2 separate regions of the Pan troglodytes genome follow, and region 1 is linked to region 2. The links are chromatin contacts, called in public Hi-C maps. All regions are on one chromosome and are shown on one strand. The core of a region is the stretch at or near the end of the contact, and the rest is flanking DNA. Distances in the headings are between cores, read along the strand shown.

Region 1 (5,836 bases), core at 707-3,206, 220 kb before region 2:
GATGTCAGGCTTTACCGGAAGCAGGTCCCTCTCACTAGCGTGGCCAAGCCTGGGTTTGCCCAAGCCCACCTCCCTTGAGCCTGCAGACTGGGCAGGATGTGACCTGGGTTTGGAGTGTTGGGGGAAGGAAACTGCCTCCCGCCACTGTAGCAAGGTTTGGGGTTCTGTTCTGACCCTTGGCACAAGGAAGGAGAAAGCAAAAGACAGCCCTGGCTCCAGACCGTGGCGATGGCTCTGCCTTCATTACGCCCCGTTCACCCCTCTGCGGCTCCTAGGCTGAGCTTTGCCCACCCCGACTCCGCGCCCAGACGCCTCCGACAGGGTTCGCAGGCGCCAGGGTTGCCACGCACTCTTTATTGGGCGGGGTCCGGGCCAAGCGTTTAAAGCCGCGGGCGAGGGCAGCGGCACCGTTTGCGCGGCTGCTCCTCGGCGGGGCCGGCTTCGCGGGGAGCCTTCCCCGGGGACCGGAAGCGCGAGAGCAGCCGCGGCCAGCTCAGAGCTGCCCTGGCCCCGCCCCTTACGCCGGCCCCGCCCTCTTCCGGCCGCCGCGCCTCTTGCCGCCGCAGCAGCAGCAGTACCGGCATCCTCGGCTCGCGCTCGCTACCTTCGCCAGCTCCGCGCAATCTGGGTGCCGCCGGGGAGCCTAGCCCGGCGCCGGACGCGTAGTCAATCCGTCGCCCAGCGTTGGCCAGCGGCTGCCGCTTGTCCAGGGGGAGAATCAGCACGATCCTGGTCTGGGGGTGGAACAGGGGCGTGAGGCGAGAGAGCGCGCTAGGGCCGAGCCCAAGACCCGGGGCCGCTCCGCGCTTCTCCTGGGACCCTCGTCCACCCGGGTCCTGTCGTCCACCCGGGTCCTGTCATCCTCCCGTGCACAGGGCTGGAGGGGACCCCTGTCCAATTCAGGCCGCGGGGAAGCCCGCCCTTCCCTGCGTGGCGCCCCGGACTCCGCCTCCCTTCTGGAAACCCTCATCCATCCCAGGCTGACTTCCTGAGACCAGCTCCGTCTAAGTTTATGAGATCCCTTCCAGGCCCTATGTCAGGGGCTTTCAGCACCTCCCACCCCCGCCTGGTCCAGGGCTTCTGCTCATTTGAGAGGGAGACAGGGAAGTTCTGAGCCTAGGAGCTGAAGAGAGGACACTAGGGAATTCCCCCTGCCTCTAGCTCCAGTAGTACCAACTAGAACTGATTCTCCGTGTTGGGATCTCCACCCGTTCGTCCAGGGTTGGGAGAGAATCCCACTCATGCTCACCCCCCGGGGCTCTCAAGTCTCATCCACTTTCTGGTTCTGGAATCTCTGCCCTCCCTTCTGGGCTTTTTTTTTTTTTAAGACTGAGTCAAACAGGGTCTTGCTGTGTCCTACAGGCTGGAGTGCAGTGGTGCTGTCAACGGCTCACTGCATCCCTGACCTCCTGGGCTCACGTAGTCCACCTCAGTCTTCTGAGTAGCTGGGACTGCGGGCATTCACCACCACAACCAGCTAAGTTTTTATTTTTGTAGAGATGGGGCCTCCCTATGTTGCCCAGGCCAATCTCAAACTCCTGGGCTGAAGTTATCCACCCACCTTGGCCTAGCAACGTGTTGGAATTACGGGCGTGAGCCACCTTGAAAGGAGCCCCATCCACACCCATATGGGCTCCTGGGATCCTCATCCTTGGGAGAGATTTTCGAATTCCTCCCTCACCCCCTAGGACTTCTGCATACAAGGCCTAGACTCCCAGCATCCCTTCCCACCCACTTGTCCAGCTTTCTCTGCCCCCCAGCTGCCTCCCCAGCCCTGCTCCCCATCCCCCGCACTCACAGCCGGCTTCTTCCGAGTGAGGTGGTTGAGGAACGGTTTCCACCAGGCCTTGTCCATGTCAGCCGGCCTCTCCTTGCGGGCCTGCTTGGGTGCTTTGGTCCTTTTGTGGGAACTGTAGTTTCCCATGGCAGGGCTGGTCACTACTGGGGACGATGGCCCACACTCCGTCTGCTCTGCCCCCTGGCCCTGGCAACATTGTGACCTCACGGGCTGACCTCACCAATTGCAGGCTCTGAGCACCGCCTTCCAGGGCCCACAGGTGAATCTGGGCTCCACTCAGTCACTTCTAGCCTTGGTTTCTCAGCTGTAAAACTGGGCTAATGATCATAAATGAGGCAATGCATGTAAGGTGCTTAGTGGTGAATAGAGGGGGATTTCTGTGGTTTGGGTATGAATTTTGGCCCTGCCACTAACTTGCTATGTGACCTTAGCCCAGGTAATCAACCTCTGTGGACCTGTTTTCTCATCTGCAAAATGGGGTCAATTATGGTTCCTGTAAATTGTTACAAAGGTTAAATGAGGCTTGGCATGGTGGCTAATGCCTGTAGTCTCAGTACTTTGGGAGGCCGAGGCGGGTGGATCACCTGAGGTCAGGAGTTCGAGTCCAGCCTGGGCAACATAGTGAAACCCCGTCTCTACTAAAAATACAAACATTAGCCAGGTGTGGTGGCACAGGCCTGTAAACCTAGCTATTCAAGAGGCTGAGGCAGGAGAATTGCTTGAAGCTGGGAGGCAGAGGTTGCGGTGAGCCAAGATCATGCTGCTTCACTCCAGCCTGGGTGATACAGTGAGACTCTTTCTCAGAAAAACAAAAGACTAAATGAAATTCTTCTTGCAGTAGTGCCTGGCTCTGAGTGGGTGCTTCTGTCTGTTCTCTGGTTGAAAGCAACAGAAACTAATCATCTCAAATACCCAAAAAGGAATTTTTTGGAAAGATTTCATGGAGATAGAAACCCTGGCCTGTCTGAGAATGAAAAGACCCAGCCTCTTCTCTGTCCCTGTCGCCTAGCTCATAAGCCTGGCCCAGGAGGTCCCATCCGATGGCTGAGCTGAGGCAGGTCATGGCAGGAGATGAAGTCTCTGATGGATGGGGCTTCTGGAGTCTCCTCGGAGAGGGCAGGCACCTGGACTACAGCTCCCCAGGACTCCCACCCTGATGCATGTGTGTGTGTGGTAGGGGTTAGGCAATTCTCAGGACATCTGTGACTCCTGGGTGTACAAGTGGGCAGGCCCTTTATTGTATTATACTTGACGATAGATGGCTGGCAGGTCTGGCATCGAGAGCTTACGTGCCAGACCCTGGGCTGAGTCCTATGCAGGAATTAACTCCTGGGACGTTCTTGCAGCTCCATGTGCTGAGTTTCATCTTTCCTGTTTGATAGATGAGGAAATGGAAGCTCCAGGAACTGACGGTAGTTGAGGAGCCTCAGAATCCCATGCTGGGCCATGCAGGGCCTAGCATGTGGGCAGCCTCCCTGCCTCTCTGCCACCCTGAGAGGGGCTGGGAGGAGGCTGGCAGTGTCGGTTGGGGTCAGTGCCGGCGTGTGTGTCTTGAGTGAGTGAGGATGGCAACCTGATTGTCTTTTATCAGCAGCTCCTAGTAAAAAGCACCCAGTGTTGTGTGTATGAGCGAATGAATGAATGAGTGAATACGTAGATTGTGAGTCTGGGGCCACACCACGCCATTATTTTGCCTTGTGTCAACATTGGCCCTTGGATACCTCGTGATAGCCCCCACCCAGCCTAGCTGTGCCTGGGACTCACTGGCTATGACAGTGCTGAAGGTGGTAGCCCCATCAGGGAAGGGGCCGTGAGGTCCAGAGAGGCCAGGCACTTCGCTGGGCAGATGCCTCCTGTGAGTTGGCCTCACACCTCCGGGGAGGGAGGCCAGTCCCGGACAAGGAGGGATCCAGACCCTCCCTGCCCATCAGGTCTCAGTACCCTCCTGCCTGTGCCAGGTTTGTGTGCCCCTGCTCTTGGCACTGCCACCGCTGCTCTGATGGGCAAGAGGCAGGGGACCCACTCAAGAGATCAGTGCCCGGGCTGGGAGATGCTGACCGTCCCTCCTCGGCCCACAGGAGTATGAGAGGGCCTCCAAAGTGGACCAGTTTGTGACACGCTTCCTGCTGCGGGAGACGGTGAGCCAGCTGCAAGCCCTGCAGAGCTCGCTGGAGGGGGCGTCAGATACCCTGGAGGCCCAGGCCCATGGCTGGCGGTATGTAAGGGTGCTGTCAACCTGTGGGGCTAGTGCACAAGCGCCCATTGTACCCCCATTCCAAATCCCCACAGTCCCAGCATCCTGGAGCCTGCATTTTCGGGCGGGGAAGCCATGGCAGGGTAGCCATGGTGGGGTGAAATGAGACTGGCTTTGGGGCTAGGCCTCGGAGTCCCAGGAGGCTTGTCTTCCCCACCCAGGCTTATCCCGTCCTGGGGCCCCAGTCCTCAGCCCTGTGAGCCTCACTTCCTCTAGGTCAGACGCAGAGAGCGTGGAGGCGCAGAGCAGGCTCTGCGGCAGCCGGCAGGCAGGACGCCGAGCCCTGAGGAGTGTCAGCCGGTCATCCACCTGGTCCCCCGGCTCTTCTGACACAGGTGCGCCTGGGGTGGGGTGGGAGGCCTGGCCGAGGCAGGCACCGCATCCCCCCTTCCCCCAGGGCCCGCTCCTTCACTGCCCCTCACTTCATTCTGAGCACCTGCGGGACCTGAGAGGCCCCTGCCTGACCCTGCACGGGCCCCACACACAGGGCGCAGCTCAGAGGCCGAGATGCAGTGGCGGCTCCAGGTGAACCGCCTCCAGGAGCTCATCGACCAGCTTGAGTGCAAGGTGAGGGCCGTGGGGCCAGGGCCCCACAAGGGAGGACCCTCCTGGTATCTGCCAGAGCCAGGCCCATGCTGGAGGCCCGGCCCACACTCTGTGCCCTCACAGGCCCCCCGGCTGGAACCCCTGCGTGAAGAGGACCTGGCCAAGGGGCCTGACTTGGTGAGCCCAGGAGAGGGGCAAGCGGCTGGATGGCCGTGTCTGGGGGTGCTCATGAATTGGGGATTCATGGGGCCGGCTGCCCACCCACCCTCTGCAGTGCGCATGTGCCCCGCCCCCAGGCCTGGCAAGCAGGTGCCGGGTTCTGAGAACCTACAGGAACCACCACCTTTCTCTGGGCTTTGGTTCCCCGTCAGCATTTCTGAAAGCCAGGTCTGGGGCAGTGTGGACGGAAGCTGGAGGGTGGAAGGAAGTGGTGGCATACTGCAGGAGGAGTAACAGTGGCTGGATCAAGCAGCACCCTTGGAGACAGGGAGAAGAGGATGGAGACAGGGAGGCTGGGGGGCCGGTTGGCGGCAGGAACCCAGCTAAAGGGTAGGTTGGATCTGGCATCAGTCAAGAAGGCTGGGGGCCAGGTGTGATGGCTCATGCCTGTAATTCCAGCACCTTGGGAGGCCAAGGTGGGAGGATTACTTGAGCCTGGGAGATAGAAGCTGCAGTAAGCCGTGATCCCACACACCACTGCACTCCAGCCTGGGTGAGAGCAAGACCCTGTCTTAAAAAACAAACAAACAGAAAAACAGCTGAGAACCTCCTGGAGGCCATAGCCAGTCCCTCCCCTGTGCCCGGCCCCGCACCAGCTGACCGGCTGCCTCTCCCACCAGCACATCCTCGTGGCCCAGAGGCAGGTCCAGGTGGCAGAGGAAGGCCTGCAGGACTTCCACCGAGCCCTGCGCTGCTACGTGGACTTCACAGGGGCCCAGAGCCATTGTCTGCAGTGAGTCCCCAGCTGGCAGGTGGGATGGCCAGTGGGGAGGGGGTGAGCAGAGAGGGGTGCTGGGGCTGGCCATCCTGGGTGGGTCAGGGTTCCCATGAGGCCCCAGGCCGGGGAGGCAGAGGTGGTGGCAGCCCTGGCCTGGCCTGCCCATCTCTTTGGCCCTACAGTGTGTCCGCCCAGAAGATGCCGGATGGTGCCTCCTTCACCCTGTATGAGTTCTGGCAGGATGAGCCCTCCTGGAGAAGGTATGAGTGCCAGTCTGGCCGCTAACACCATGGAATGTGGC
Region 2 (5,166 bases), core at 2,434-4,933:
CAGGCGCCTGCCACCATGCCCTGCTAATTTCTTTTTGTATTTTTAGTAGAGATGGGGTTTCACTGTGTTAGCCAGAATGGTCTCGATCTCCTGACCTCGTGATCCGCCCGCCTCGGCCTCCCAAAGTGCTGGGATTACAGGCATGAGCCACCGCGCCCAGCCAAGTTTTTGTATTTTAGTAGAGACGGGGTTTCACCATGTTGGTCAGGATGGTCTCGATAGCTTGACCTCGTGATCTGCCCACCTCGGCCTCCCAAAGTGCTGGGATTACAGGCTTGAGCCACCGTGCCCAGCTAATTTTCGTATTTTTGTAGAGAATGGGGTTTTACCATGTTGGCCAGGCTGCTGTTGAACTCCTGACCTCAGGTGATCCAGCCACCTAGGCCTCCTAAAGTGCTGGGATTACAGGTGTGAGCCACCGCGCCTGGCCAGAGCTTGCAGAGACTTTAGTAGGCTGGGCAGCTCCCCTCTCTCCCTTTTTTTCCCCTTCCCCCTCTCCTATCCCTTGGGAGTGAACTGGTTTCCTCTGGGAGCTCTGCCTGGGGCTTGGCAGGGAGCCGGGCCTATGTGTATCTATCTGGGAGGCCAATTTCTGAGCCACAGCAGAGAGGCATCGGCTGACCACAGTGTAGGGATAGAGCATTCCTGCAGCTACAGGGTTCTTGGGGGTAGCTACAGGTGATTGGCACTGCCTATCAAGTGTGATCACAAACACACACACCCATACTCACATACAGATGTACACATATGCATACACACGTCACTGTTTCCTTGGCTCTACATCTTCTTTCTGTGTTAGCCCCTTTGCACACATCACTCCTTTCCCTACTTCCTTCCTTCCTGTTATATCCACAGGAAACTGTCCCCCAGAGGAGAAGCCCTCTCTTAGGGCTCTTTCTCAGCAAGTTTGTCTGAGCCTCATTAAGTCTTTTTTAAGCAGGGCAGTACGTGGGGGGACTTTTAAGGATCTGGTTCCAGGCTTCGGTCTTGGGAAAGGAGCTTCAATTCCCTGCTGGTCTCTTGCCTCCTGCCGGGTCTGTCCTCCCCTCCCTTCTCTACCATTGGAGTGAAGCTTCCACAAGCCAAGTAGGCTGTAGTTATTTATCACAAGTGCTTACCCCAAATTCCTCAGGCTGTCCTACAATCTTTAAGCACAGTCATACTTTTAAGATATCAATGCTTATATACAATGCTATATTCCTTCCCTGCCTCCCTTCTCTCCTTCCTTCCTCTCACTTTCTTTTATTTATTTTTGAGACAGGGTCTTGCTCTGTCACCCAGGCTGGAGTGCAGTGGCATGATTGTGGCTCACAGCAGCAGCCTCAAACAGGCCTCCTGCTGCAGCTTCCTAAGTAGCTGGGAGTACAGGTGCACATTACCACGCTTGGCTAATTTCTTTATTTTGTAGAGATGGAGTCTTGTGAAATTGCCCAAGTGGTCTCAAACTCCTAGCCTCAAGTGATCATTCCTCCTTGGCATCCCATATATATATGTATAAAAGACCCTGGGTTCTTTTTTTAAAACCTGTGTCTCTCCTGTTTTGACACCTACCACTCTAACTTAAAACAATTCCTTCTTTTTTTTGTTGTTCTTTTTTTTTTTGAGACGGAGTCTCACCCTATCACCCAGGCTGGAGTGCAGTGGTGCAATCTCTGCTTGCTGCAATCTCCGCCTCCCGGGTTCAAGTGATTCTCCTGCCTCAGCCTCCTGAGTAGCTGGGATTATAGGTGTCTGCCACTACGCCTGGCTAATTTTTTTATATTTTTAGTAGAGATGGGGTTTCACCATGTTGGCCAGGCTGAGTCTCAAACTCCTGACCTCGTGATCCACCTACCTTGGCCTCCTAAAGTGCTGGGATTACAGGCATGAGCCACCATACCTGGCCCCCTCTTTTTTTTCTTGATGGTATCTTATGTGGAGGATTTTACCCAAAAGTTCAGGGAGGCTAAACACTGGTGTAGTCCTACTTATTTATTGCTCAACATATCCCAGCTAGGAATGGAGGATAGAGACAAGGAGCAGGTATGAAGGCCAGTTGAGCTGTGTGATGTGGTGGATTTTTCAGATTACAATCATGCTTTACCTCTGTATTTGTCAGATTACAATCATGCTTTACCTCTGTATTTGTCAGCTGTCTAGCAGAGTGGTTCAGTGCCCAGGCACTGGTGTCAAACAGGCCTGGGTTTGAATCGCAGCTCTTCCTCACTCATAAATGTGTGACCTAGGCCAATTAGACTAAATCCAAGTTTTCCCTTCTGTATAATAGGGGTGCTCTTTTTTCTTGCTCTGTCACCAAGGCTGGAGTGTGATGGTGCAATCACAGCTCACTGCAGCCTGGACCTCCAAGGCTCAAGCGATCCTCCCACCTCAGCTGTGATTACAGGTGTGAGCCACTGTGCCCAGCTGGGGGTGCTCTTAGCTACTCCAGGAGGCTAATGTAAAGATAACACTTGGAAAATATTCTGCCAGCCCTAGGTAAGAGTAAGCATTCACTAAATGAAAGTGATTATTTCTATAGCATAGGGAGTCACAATTTACCACGTGTTTTCACATTGATTTAATCCTCACACCAGCCCAGTGAAGTAGGTATTATTATGATCCACATTTTACAGATGAGGAAATTGAGGCCTAGAGCAGTGACGTGAGGGGACCAAAGTCGACTTGGAGCTAACAGAGGCAGCAAAGATTAGAAACCATGTCTCCAGTCGCCCAGACCCAGAGCCCCACCTTGCAACCCTCTTCCCACACACCAGGAGTTCTGTTTTTTTTCTGCCAGGCCTCAAAAGTGTGGGACTTCAGGCTTTTCTATACTCGACTGTGAACACAGCCAGGGGTTAATCTCTTAAACTTCCCTCCAGTTTTGAAGTGGGGATCCTGCCCACACCTCCCCCAAGCCCTAAGCGGTGTCGGTAGCTGTCTCCTCCAGGGGGCGGGGCCTGTCATCTTTAGAAGCCACGCCAGCGATAAGCCACGCCCACAGACCAAAGCCTCGACCCCCACCCCCCACCCCCCGCCCTCCCCGATAGGAAACCAACTTCTTCCTCAGCTCCCCAACTAGCAACCGTGCCCGCAAGGTCTCTCGCGGCTCAGCATCTACCTTTTTTTTTTTTTTTTTGACACAGGGTTTCGCTCTGTCACCCAGGCTGGAGTGCAGTGGCGCGATCGCGGCTTACTGCAGCCTCGAGCTTCTGGGCTGTCATCTAGGCCTCCCAAAGTGTTGGGATTACAGGCGTGAGCCACCACGCCCAGCCGGTGTCTACCTCTTAAACTCAAGCCTTGGAGTCCAACGCTCTACCATACGCAGCCCAGCCCTCCGCCATATGCAGCCCAGCCCGATGCCCAGTGCTTCGCACCAGGATACGTGGTTCTGTCTCTTTTTCATGCGCTCCCACGTCCGGGAGTTACAGTCCCGGCCCTCGATGGGCATTCCGAGCGCCGAGCCCCCTGGGCGGGCTCACTGGGTTCCGCCCCCGACGCGAAGCCCCGCCCCCTGACGCCCCGCCCAGCACCACGCCTCCCGGGCTTTTCGCCTTACTTAGCGGCCCGCCCCGCCGCCCTTCTGACCCACCCCCCTAGGTAGTCCCACACGGCGGCCCTCGGCTCCCGGGCCCCGCCTCGGCCTCCTGCATTTGCCCGAGGCCCCCTCCCCAGCACTGGCCACACCCCCGGGTAGCCCCGCCCCCAGAGCTCCTCCCCCAGCGGCCGGGGTAGGGTGGCGGCTGGCCCAGCCGGGCCCCCGCTGCCCTCTGCCCTGGGCGCTTGGTCGGAGCGGGCTGGGCAAGGCGGGACAGGGCGAGCGCGGCGGCCCGGGGGCTCGGAGGCGAAGATGGCGTCCGGCAGGCGCGCCCCGCGCACCGGGCTACTGGAGCTGCGCGCCGGGGCGGGCTCGGGGGCCGGCGGCGAGCGATGGCAGCGGGTGCTGCTGAGTCTGGCGGAGGACGTGCTGACCGTGAGCCCCGCCGACGGCGACCCTGGTCCCGAGCCCGGCGCTCCGCGGGAGCAGGAGCCCGCGCAGCTCAACGGCGCCGCGGAGCCGGGCGCCGGGCCCCCGCAGCTGCCAGAGGCGCTACTGCTCCAGCGGCGCCGCGTGACGGTGCGCAAGGCCGACGCCGGTGGGCTGGGCATCAGCATCAAAGGTGGGCGCGGGACACCGAGGGCGCGGGGTCGTGGTGTCTGGGGGCAGCCGAGGGCGCAGGGGGCTGGCAGCGCGCCCAGGACATGGAGCTGGAGGCTTCCTGTCTAGGGGTAAGGGGGGTCTGAGGAAACAGGTCACGGAGGGCACTGGGCACACCAAGGTTGGAGGGGGTTTCAGTAGTTGGTGGCCTTAGGGGGCACGGAAGACACAGGTGTGGATAAGATTGTGGGAGCACCAAGGACACGTGGGTGGGAGTTCTGTGTGGAGGCGGGGGGGTCTGAGCATGAATATCAAGGACAAGAGGGGTCCCCCGGAAAGCAGAGTGTGGAGAAAGGGGGTTGAGGCCGGGACACCAGTGGGACAGGGAGGAGGGAGTCCCTGAGAAGCAACCAAGGTGGGTGCAGAGGGGAGGCCTGGAGTCTGGGAAGCACAGGGGTGGATAGGAGGCCTGGGTGCAGGCACAGGCTGGGGTCACAGGCAGAAGGCCAGCAAGGACCTAGGAATCTAAGGACCCAGGAAGGCTGCAGGGAGCCCTGACAGCTGGATTTGGGTCTCCTGATCTGACTATCTCCACCTTGCACAGGATAGAGCTTTCAGCCCCCAGGACTGACCGCTAGTGGGGTGCAGTTAGGGTTCAACCAGACTGTGTTTGAATCCAGGATCAGCTGTGTGAGGTTGCAAAAGTCCCGCCCCGCCTCTGAATCTGTTTCCTCAACTGTATAAGAGGATGACAGAGTTGTGATGTTTCTGAGAGCAGGGCTCACCACACCAGCACACTGTAGGTGCCTAGTTAATTACTGCTGTTAGCGGAGAGGAAAAATGGAGGCCAGCAGATACTCCCAAAGCAACTAAACATAGTTGTTAAAATCCTTGCACACCCCCAGCTGCTGGGTTCACTATTCCTGCCCATCTGTTTCTCAGGGTCCCAGCCCCCAGCAGGTGCTTTGGGAAAGGGTATCAGCCTTTGTCTCCACCTTGAATACATACCATACCCTCTGGGGTCTCCCTGGTACTGGTTCTGTTGACTAGTG

What was found. A called contact is a pair of places that touch in the nucleus more often than the background predicts.
Region 1: a Hi-C map of induced pluripotent stem cells shows a contact between it and region 2, with 3 times the contacts expected there. The contact joins the promoter of C20H20orf144 here to the promoter of SNTA1 in region 2. A contact is called at or near these places in 1 of 7 Hi-C or Micro-C datasets (induced pluripotent stem cells) and 1 of 1 datasets of contacts at active chromatin or transcription factors (stem cell-derived excitatory neurons).

What each region holds. Positions count from the first base shown.
Region 1 is chr21:39,867,432-39,873,267 of NHGRI_mPanTro3-v2.0_pri, reverse strand. It overlaps C20H20orf144 (chromosome 20 C20orf144 homolog), which reads right to left and starts at 1,956. Exons shown (of 2, transcript NM_001044379.1): 1 at 1,799-1,956; 2 at 334-734. The coding sequence starts at 1,924. The coding sequence ends at 381. It overlaps NECAB3 (N-terminal EF-hand calcium binding protein 3), which reads left to right. Exons shown (of 12, transcript XM_016947094.4): 6 at 3,877-4,013; 7 at 4,269-4,387; 8 at 4,540-4,775; 9 at 5,438-5,550; 10 at 5,718-5,795.
Region 2 is chr21:39,651,927-39,657,092 of NHGRI_mPanTro3-v2.0_pri, reverse strand. It overlaps SNTA1 (syntrophin alpha 1), which reads left to right and starts at 3,683. Exons shown (of 8, transcript XM_003316860.4): 1 at 3,683-4,136. The coding sequence starts at 3,827.